Linked DNA regions of Sus scrofa: region 2 is linked to region 1. The links are chromatin contacts, called in public HiChIP or PLAC-seq maps. All regions are on one chromosome and are shown on one strand. Each heading gives the region's core, a stretch centred on a gene start, on an enhancer-like site or on the middle of the called end of the contact. The rest is flanking DNA. Distances are from core to core; before and after follow the strand shown.

Region 1 (5,231 bases), core at 913-3,412:
TACTGATTTCTTAAGCTTCAAACTACTGCAGTTTTTTTTTTGTTTTGTTTTGTTTTTTTTGCCGTCATTTCTTTTTTTGTTTGTTTTGTCTTTTTGCCTCTTCTAGGATCGCTCCAGCGGCATATGGAGGTTCCCAGGCTACGGGTCTAATCGGAGCTTAGACCAGAGCCACAGCAACACGGGATCCAAGCCGCGTCTGCAACCTACACCACAGCTCACAGCAACGCAGGATCCTTAACACACTGAGCGAGGCCAAGGTTCAAACCCGCAACCCCATGGGTCCCAGTCGGATTCGTTAATCACTGCGCCATGACGGGAACTCTTTTTTTTAAGTTGAAGTATAATTCATTTACAATGTATTGTTAGTTTGTGGGATACAGTACTGTGGTTCAGTTATAATATATATAATTCAGTTACATAATCAACAATAATGAAAAAGAATGTCATATTTATGTATATAAACAATAATTGTGTATATATATTTAATGTTACATATATTTTACATATATAAATATATTAAAATATCAGAGAATATTGAATGTAATTCCTTGTGCTATACAGTGGATCCTTGTTGTTTACATAATGTTGGTCATAGCAGCAACATTATTCAAAATAGTAAAAAACTGGAGGAGTTCCCGCTGTGGCAGAGGGGCTTGGCAGCATCTCTGTAGCAGCAGGACCAAGGCTTGATCCCTGGCCTGGCACAGTGGCTTAAAGGATCCAGCATTGCTGCAGCTGCGGCCTAGGTCACAACTGCGGCTGGGAACTGATCTTTGGCCTGGGAACTCCATATTCTGCAGGTGCAGCTAAAAAAGAAAAAGAAGAAGGAAACATAGAAATGTCCATCAGCAGAGGAGTGGATCAATGGAAATGAGTGAACTAGAACTCCCTGCAATAATACAGATGGATCTTAAGAAGCATAATATTGAGAAATAGAAGCAAAGTGAAAAAAAAAAAAAAACCAGCATGAATTCATTTATAATAAAAAGAGTCAAAGAGAGAGTTCCCGTTGTGGCTCAGCAGTAACAAATCCGACTGGTACCCATGAGGATGCAGTTTTGATCCCTGGCCTCAGTCAGTGGGTTAAGGATCCAGTGTTGCTGTGAGCTGTGGTGTAGTTGAAAATGAGGCTGAGACCTGGCGTCACCATGGCTGTGGTGTAGGCTGGCAGCTGCAGCTCTGATTCAACCCCTAGCCTGGTAACTTCGTTATGCTCTGAGTGTGGCCCTAAAAAGCAAAAAAATAAAAAATAAAAAAAAAAAAACCACCTAATAAGCATGTTTTCCACCAGCTCTAACCATACTTACTCACAAGGGGGCACTATTGAGTGACATCTAGCCTAACTTTATTTCCTCACCAGGGAAAACCTTTCTCCCTACTCTCACCAGGAAGTGAAGAAGCTCCTTCATTTAGGTTCTCACTTTTATTTTGCATATCCTGTTCCATTAAAAAAGAAAACCCTGGATTCACAAATATGTGCAAAAAATTAAAAATATATATTTAAATTGGAATGAAAGAAGACAAAGACGTGGAGAGGTAATATGAAGCCATGAATGAATTTAAAAGAAGCATAATATTAACCATCTTCCCTAGTGTTAAGGCACAGATTAGATTTTAATGTTTCAGCATTTTGTGCCCACCCCCCCAAAAAAGGGAAGTGTTATCAGTTATACAATTCAAAATCTTGCTCAGGAGAATATTTTCCCGTGGTGAGTCTGTTAAAGGCAATCAGTGAGGACTGTTGAGGTGCAATTCCTAAATGGCCTTAATAACGAGAATCATCAACAGATCAAGTGTGAAAAGAAGTATAGCATCCTCTGGGTCATGAGATGAGGTCCTGGTTAGCCAAGGATGAAAATGAAAGTAAGAGTACATGGTATAGAAGAGGAAGAAAAAAGCTGTAAAACTGTACTTTAGAAACTCCTGTCTTACACATAAGACAGTGAGTTTTACTTGGCTGGATTTTTCAAGATTTGGTCATTGCAGTGAATGCCCTTTTTTTTCTCTAAAGCTGAGCTAACTGTCCTTTGGGCTACTCACGGGTTAAATTAAATTAGCCCTGCTCAAACACTGCTGCTGGCTCACAAGCGCAGGGCTTTGGGCAGATTAAAGACCTGGGAAATCAGTGTGCAGGAGGCAGTCTTCTTGGCAAGTGCTGCAACAATTATGAAAAACACCTCGGCGGTGATGGATTCATCTGACATTCAGAGGACAAGCATAGCTGTCATTGGTGGTGGCTTGGTAAGAATCGATTTGGATATATTATTCTTGTTAGTGGTACCCTCTTAATTATCGCTACTCTTTGTTTATCAGAGATCAACATATTTAATTTTTTTCCTTCCAGTTTTATTGAGCATTGTCAAAGTGTAATGTGTACCACATAATATTTGACTTACGTGTTCACAGTAAGTTTAGTGAGCATTCCTCATCTCGTATAGATAAAAAATAAAGAACAAAATATTTTTTTCTTGTAATGAGAACTCTCAGGATCGATTCTTTTAACAACTCTCATATGTAACATATAGCAGTGTTCATTTTATTTATCATGTGGATTACATGTAGATGGTGTTTATTTACATTATAACTGAAATTTGTATTTTTTGACCATACACATGGCCATTATTCTTGACTGTATTCTCTATGCTGCAGATTTCATCCTGTGACTCACTTATTTTGTAAGTGGAAGTTTGTACCTCTTAATCTTCCTCACTGTTTCACTTGTCTTAATGATTGTTATTAATCATTTGTAAGGATTGTTCATTCTCTTTTGGAATTTTTTTTTTTTTTTGTCTTTTTGCCTTTTCTAAGGCCACTACTGCGGCATATGCAGGTTCCCAGGCTAGGGGTCTAATTGGAGCTGTAGCCACCGGCCTATGCCAGAGCCACAGCCACGCGGGATCCGAGTTGTGCCTGTGACCTACTCCATAGCTCATGGCAATGCCGGGGATCAAACCTGAAACCTCATGGTTCCTGGTCGGATTCATTAACCACTGAACCACGAGAGGAACTCCTGGAACTTTTCTGATATTTAAATATGTGGTATTGGTTCAGTTTGCTTTTTTCTAGAAGAGCTATTTTATTTTCACTAAATACAAAGGTGTCTGTTTTCCCTTGGTTGGGGGGTATAGCATTTTTAAAGATAGAAAATAAAACAAATAAATTTGATTAATCCCCAAACTGGCTATGTTTTAAAAACAGATGTTATTGTAAATAGTCATTTTAACCAAAGCACTTGCCCTGCTTTGATTATTTGTTGGAGGCCAGCTCCGGCGGCCAGGGAGTGTACACTTTTTCCCAATAGGAGAGGCACATGGCATCGGCAAATGTAAGTACGGAGACAGCCTCTTTGTCCCTTCTTTCAGGGCACTGGACTGCTCAAATTTTAGGAGCATAAGTGGTTGATTATATAGACAGTTTTTTATTACAGATTACATCATAGTGTTAAAAGTACTTTGGTTAACTATTAGGCTTTGTTTTTGATCACATGGTGCAGTAGCAATACATTACATTCTCAAATCTTTAACAAAATTTAATGAGTACAATTCAAGGACAAACAGGTGCAGCATATCTTGTGGGAAAGAGGAGACTCAGCAAAAACCATTTTATGGCCAGCCAATTTCCACAAGCTGAAGAGGTTACAGACACAAAAATCTGGTATTTACAAATCTTGTTTTTAGACTAATGTACATCTTTAAGCGTTATGGCAGGAAGACAGTATAAGAAAATATAAATCAACTTTAATTAATTAGCTACCACTTAGAAGCTTCTAAAATCAAGGACAAAACTCACAGCTGGTTTTCTTTTGATCAAGAATCATATATGTCTAACTTCTACAAACCTCATTAAAATCCTAACTCTAAAGTTTATTGTAACTAGTTAGTAGATAAACACTATATATTAATTAAGTTGGATATGAATAGGGAAAAGTCCTTCCGGATGAAATTTTTATTATATCATTGTTGTAACTTTGTTAAATCACAAATCACCACAGGAAAATAAGAATAATAAGTAAATAATCAGGAAAGACTGAGGAAAACTGAATAACAAATGAAAGAGGAAAGACTAGATCACCTGAGAAGCAATCCATGTTCTCCAGCGCAAACATGGAAATTGTTTTCCCAGGAAAGCCCCAATTCTTCCCCATCAACATCAAAATGAGAGCTGTGTAACCTGAGGCCTGCCCTCGGCTTGTACCGTACAGGCAGGCTTTCATCCTGACCAGAAGCCCACCTTCGGCTTGTACCATTCAGGTGAGCTCCCTTCCTTGGTTAGGAACCTGTCTTCAGGTTTTTCCACCGTCAGGCAAGGTCGTTTTTTTGAGTCCCTGCATCTTCTCGGCTCCCCGCAATTATTAACTCAGTTTATACTGTCTAATAAGAAGAAAAAGGTCAAGAAACATAAGTTAATGCAAAATTACCATATTGCATGTTAACTAGTTATTCGAGTAACTGGGAGGTGTACATATTTAGTCACGTTTTTGGCTGATCCAGTGGAGCTGGTCCTAAGGTGGTGAATGGTGCTCTTCCCTCATTGAGCCGGTGAGATGAATGGCTGAGATGGCCCTACATCCGGCAAGATGTGGGAGGGGTCTTCCTCTGTTTCCGTTGTTATTATAGATTAAAGCTCTGCTTAACATGGGGCCGCCTCAACTAAACTGTATCTTCGTCACCTCTTAGCAGAACTCCTGTTTTGGAGTAAAACTATCCCCAGTAGTTAAAATTTAATTATTTTGTTTTCACCTTTGGTCTAATCATTTGCAGGCTTTTAGCTCATAGGTATTCATTTACTCAACAAAAATTCATTGAGGGCCGAATATGTGCCAGATCCTGTTCTAGGCTGTACATGGATGAGTATATTTTATACCACATACAGAGTTACACAGTTTGTGCTAATTCTGACTTGTATTTTGCCTTCCTTCTTGTGCTTTCCCCAAAGTACAATGATGGTTCTCATGTTTCTGTTCTTACATTTCAAAATGCTAAGGAATACTATCACATGCCCTGTCGGTCAATGCATGTGACATAGCTCATAGTTATCATTTCTGTATACTTCATACCAGGCTTCAGTCCAACTGTTTCCTACCAAAATTTTGCATAACATGAGAATTCATGTGTTCAACAAAATCTCATCGAGTGCCTACATGTGCCAACGTTGTTTTAGATTCAGGGGTGAGCATTCAGGGGAGAGAAAGACAATGGAGAAGAGAAGAGAAAAGTTCCCTGAGACCTAAG
Region 2 (5,231 bases), core at 1,580-4,079, 310 kb after region 1:
TGATTTTTCAAACTGCCATCTATGTTCACATCTAATCAAGTCAAAAACCTTCTCGAAACCAGAATCAAAATAAATTCTTCCTACTTTTAACATTTAATGCCTTTAATGAAGTATAAAATTTCTTAAAATGTGCTGTAACCAACCGGTTTAAAAAAAAAAAAGAAAAACCAGGATCTACATACTACATTACGATAAAAATTTAGTTTCCACACAAGGTGATGGAGATGACCTGTGTTGGTAAGAGCCTTACATTCAGAGATTAGGTTTGCAAAGAAATTCTAATAGGTCAATCGTTAAAATTAAAATAAATCCAGCATCAAAAATCATTCCCTTTCTCTCTATACTAAAAATAGCAAATTTACTATGGTGTAGGTTCCAAACAGTCACGAGTTATTTCCTCCTGCTGCTGTCAGCTTGCTTCTTGTCTCAGTAATGTGTTCAGTTAGCATTTACAAAAATCTGTTTTCATACTAATCCTTCTCCTTAGGGAACAAAGCGAAATCTTCCTCCGATGTGTTTCCTTCAGAACTTAAAGGATTCACCAAATGTGGTTTCTTCCATCGGATAATTTGAGATCTAAGAATCTTTGTCAGTCTTACATATCTGTTTATGTTTCAATGCTTTCTTATTCAGCTCCACTTATTTTTCAGCAAAAGCAGCGAGCGCAATAATCTGCCTGAGAATCAAAATACTTATGTCACTTTAAAAAAGTGCTCTTTCTCCTCTCCCCAGAACAAATCTATAAATCCAAAAATACACATAGGGGAGCCTGAGAGCTTATTTTAATCTATGCTTTGAAGCTGGAAACTGACTGATGCACGTTGTTCCCCAGCCTCATTCTGTCTGGTTTCGTCCTCCATCCAGCTCCACCGCACTCCCACCAATCCTACCTTCCACTCATCTTGGTTTCTTTGTGTGTATACAGAAAGGGGGTTCTGGGCCAAGGTCGTCTACTTTCACCCTACTTAGGGACACAAGGCCATTTCAACTGTATTTGAAAATAAATGATTCACCAGCTCTGATGTCCCTTTTTTAGAGGCAATCACCTTCTTGGTCACACACTGGGATCTCAGACAAGTTCGCGGTAGGCCTCCTGTGTACCCACGTATACACACACACACACACACACACACACACACGGGCCTTTAAATGACATCAACATGGTATCTTTCTTCATTATTCCCATTAGATTTATTCAGCAGTCTCCTTCCAAATTATCCCAGCCCCTCAGTTCCCATAAACACTTGTAAGTGATTGTCTTTCCTGATTGGTAGTTGGCCTGGGTAGTCTGTCACGGTTAGGGGTGGGGAGGTGTCCCACAAAGATGCCTCTGAGATATACTTGAAAAACAAATCCTCCAAGGTTCATTATTTCCACCAGCTCTAATCCACCCCTCCCCCAACACATACAGAGACACACTCCCGCATCTGTCTTTATTGACAGACAATTAAGCGCTGAAGGTGTGCAGGGAGGGGTGAATCTTTGGGTTTCTACGCCCCCCAACCCCCAACTGCCTGTCTCCTCTCGCAATTTGTCAGGCTGATTGATTTTCTCTTATTTCCCTTCAGGTCGGCTCCTCCTCCCCGGTCAGCCCGTCTGAGCTGCGTCCTCCTGTGTCCTGGGCCCTGCGTGCCCAGCAGTAATTCTCCCGTTGCCTGAGCTCTTTCCAGCACCCCCTCCCCGCCAGCTTCCGTCCCTCGGTCCGTCCACACCGGCGGCCTGTAAGGGATACTTACTTGAGCCCTAAGCCATTCAAGTGCTGTCCTATTAGCCTAATGACATCCTCATCTGACTGGGAGAGCCGCTTCTTCTTCTTGAGGCTGCTGCCCAGTTCTGGGGTGGCCAGCGAAGAGGAGGCGGCGGTGGTGGCAGCGGCAGCTGCGACGGTGGCGGAGGCTGCGGCGGCGGCCCCGCCGGGGACCCCGTTATTGACATTCAGGCTGTTGCTATTGTTGCTGGCGGCGGAGGGGGCGGAAGGCAGGAGCCCATTGGCGTGGGCCAGGTCCCCCGCGGACGACGACGACGAGGGGGACGATTCCCCGTTCTGGGCCGACAGGCAGGCGAGTTCCTGGGTCTGTCCCTGGCCCCCGCCGCCCCCTCCTCCGACGCCGCCGCCGCCGCCTCCTCCTCCTCCTCCTGCCCCGTTGGCCTGCATGATGCTGCCGCTGACCAGGCTGTGGCCGCTACTCCGGTGGGCGACGGCAGCGGCGGCGGAAGGGGCAGCAGCCGGGGGGAGGCCCACCACTACCACCACGGAGGAGGAGGAGGAGGAGGACGACGACGACGAGGACGAGGACGACGAGGACGGAGGGGAGAGGCCTGCTCTGCCTGCCGAGGCCCCGGGCTCTCCTGCTCCCTCCGCCGCCGAGGCTCGGGGTTTCTTCCGCGGGGGCGGGGAGGCTCCGCCGGTGTCCGAGTCGGAGGAGGAGGAAGCGGAGGCCAGAGTTTCCTCGCCGAGAGAGGCCGTGGTGGGAAGCCGGTGGGGCGAGGAGGGGGAGGGGAGGCGGGGGCCGGGGAGAGGGTCGGGGTGAGGGGGGCCGGGAGGCGGGGAGGGGGTCAGGGTAAGGGGTGAGAGGAGGGGGAGGAGGAGGGGGAGAAGGAGGATCCGGGCCCTTTCCCCCCCCCTCCCGGAGGCAGCTCGGGGTGCGCGGCCCGGGGGTCGGGCCGGGGGGCGCCGCGGGGCGGCTGCGGGGGCGCGGGGCCCGCCGCTGGGCTGAGCCCCGGCGGTGGCGGCGGCGGCGGCGGGCGGCAGCGGAGGCAGCTGCCGCCTCTGTCCTCGGGTCCGCTCCGCTCTGCTCCCTGGTGTGTTGATTCTTCCCCCAGCTGCTGCCTAATGGAGTCCAGGCGCTCGCGTCACAGGAAATGCCTATACTGCCCTCCTCACTCACTTCCGGTGGCAGGTATGGAACCTATAGGGGGCCTGTCACCCGGCACGTGCGCCGGGGGCCGGCGGGGCGGGAGGGGAGGGAGGCCGGCGGGCCGGCGGGGGCCGACCCCGACCCGGACCCCGACCCGCCCTGCCCCGGGGCCCGGGCCTGGCCTGGCCTGCCGGCCTTGCCCCCGGCGCCCTGGCGGGGCTGCCCGGGCCGGGAGTAAGTTGGTAACCGCCGTCCGAGGCCGGGCGTGCACAGCAGGGCCGCGTGTGCGAGAGTGTGCGTGTGTGCCCTGGAGTGACCTAGAAACGTCAGGTGTGCGGAGGGACTGCAGATTCTCCATCCCCGGCCGAAGACCGGGGGCGAGCAGGTGGTGCGGTTTTGTCACGAGAACTTCCAGGCACAGGGCTGCGGCAGCCCCTGTCGACTCACTTAATGGTAACCAGGACTGGCCAGCTCTTCATTTCGGTGTGGAAAACTGGAATTTCCACGGCCCAAATGCTTGCGCCCGGGCCGTCTCGGGAGGTTTGAGATGACGAGCCTACGAGACTCTGTGCTCCACCCCGGGAAGGTGGAAAAATGGATAAAAGCTGTGTGTGATGGAGACCAGGAGTCACAAAACGGCTGTGGGTGTAGAGAGGCGGGGAGGGACTGTGCCGAGGGCCTTGCACTCGTTTTTAGCTCGTGCCCAGCACCTCCTTCTCCTTTCCAGTTGCCTCTTGAGTCACTGCCCGGTTTAGGCAGCAATAATAGAGACCAAGCAGTTGCGTCCAAAGCAGGCATCTTAAGGGGGCTTGAGATGCAGGCTCGAAATGTTTAGGTGAAATAGGAGGCTTCAGTGTCCCTGTCACTTACCCATTTCTCTGGATGTAGAAATGCAGCGGCAAAGAGCTGGGCTGAATCTTGATTATTGGTGAAGAGTCTACATTATCTAGGTATTTATATGCAGGTGGTTGTTGGCATAGGCACTTGATATGTATACATATTCTCAGAATTTTAAAAAGTCTTTCTCTGAAGTAGTTTTCCTATAGAAAAAATAGACTCAACTAAAACATCTTACAGCTCTGAAATTTACAATATTCATAGCTCAAGGGAACTTTGAGGCCTTTGGTTACTTTTCAAATTTGCAAAACAATTAAAAAAATAATGCTTATGAGAAACTATTAAAGAATGTTATGAGAAACTATTAAAGAATCCTGAGCTCTATTGATCTTCAGACTGGAGGAAGGGAGAGGAGAACCAATGCAAGATCCGACAGAGATTCAGCTTTTAGTCTCATCTCTTAAATATGCTTCCAGGTGGCAGTGTAATCGTGAGGTGACTCACATGCGATGTTTTTATTCACCTGAGACAGACCTGAGCTCTAGCTAAGGTTCATAGGGCACTGCCACTGTATCCAGCAGAGCCTGAATTACTAGATAGTTAACACTTCAGAGCTCCCTATTTGTATATTAACTTTAGACAGCCTTATTATTGAGTGTCGTTGTTCTTTATACAAATTAAATTTTGCAAAGCCATTTATAGTAATTTATGAGGCCCATAGCAGCATTGAGGACAAGCTTCTGAATAAAGTCTAGAGCTTTTCATAAAGGAAACAATTACTTAGTGGTAGCCACAGACGAGCTCACACTTCATGAACAAAAGGAAAGGACAGGAGGAAAAAGAAACTGGCCTAAGTTGGTGTCTAAATTCAATACGCATATCCCAGCTTTTCTAGATTTTATGAGACGGAGACTGCTCTTACAGAATTCTGAATTATTGAAGTCCGTGAACACACACGTTTTTCTCTAAGCTAAAATGCAGCTGGAGACCCTGTTGTCCGAACTCTAGGTGTTTTTTCTTTTCCAGCCGCCCCCATGGCATTTGGAAGTTCCTGGGCCAGGGATCTCATCTGAGCAGGAGCTGCAGTCTGTGCCACAGCTGCAGCAATGCTGGATCCTTCACCCACTGCACCACAGCAGGAACTCCCGAACTCTGGGTGTTTTTAAGAGCCAGCTTTCAAGTCCATGTGCAATGAAAAATTCTGAAATCCTACTTTGTTCACACTCAGAAACCTTCAGTAATATTCAAGTCACCTGCGGGATACATCCAGTTTATCTTGCCCCCCACAGACTGACCTCAGTCTTTCTGAGTTTCTCTCTTCTGTGCCCTTTATGAAGTCTTCACTGCTGTCCCCCACATTTGCTGGGCTCATTTCTTCCGAGTCTGATCGCACCCCCAACCTTGTCTCTGCCCTTCTGATTCAAGACTTGGCTCATTTTTCACCTCCTCAGGGGAGCCTTTCCTGACTACCAACCTCCTCACTGTCCTTGTGAGTATAATTTATCCAGGCTTCCAGTTTTGATGGCCGCTTGTCAT

Evidence for each region. HiChIP or PLAC-seq counts read pairs in DNA pulled down with a chosen protein or histone mark.
Region 2: a contact with region 1 is called in an H3K27ac HiChIP or PLAC-seq map of alveolar macrophages. The contact joins the promoter of WDR26 here to the promoter of KMO in region 1. A contact is called at or near these places in 1 of 47 Hi-C or Micro-C datasets (heart right ventricle) and 1 of 2 datasets of contacts at active chromatin or transcription factors (alveolar macrophages).

Annotation. Positions count from the first base shown.
Region 1 is chr10:12,440,715-12,445,945 of Sscrofa11.1, forward strand. KMO (kynurenine 3-monooxygenase) reads left to right here and starts at 2,163. Exons shown (of 15, transcript NM_214076.1): 1 at 2,163-2,241. The coding sequence starts at 2,167. LOC110255638 (a long non-coding RNA gene) reads right to left here. Exons shown (of 3, transcript XR_002336210.1): 1 at 4,418-5,231.
Region 2 is chr10:12,753,884-12,759,114 of Sscrofa11.1, forward strand. WDR26 (WD repeat-containing protein 26) reads right to left here and starts at 2,830. Exons shown (of 14, transcript XM_005667934.3): 1 at 1,737-2,830. The coding sequence starts at 2,155. CNIH3 (protein cornichon homolog 3) reads left to right here and starts at 2,383. Exons shown (of 10, transcript XM_021064387.1): 1 at 2,383-2,468; 2 at 2,824-2,900. The coding sequence starts at 2,863.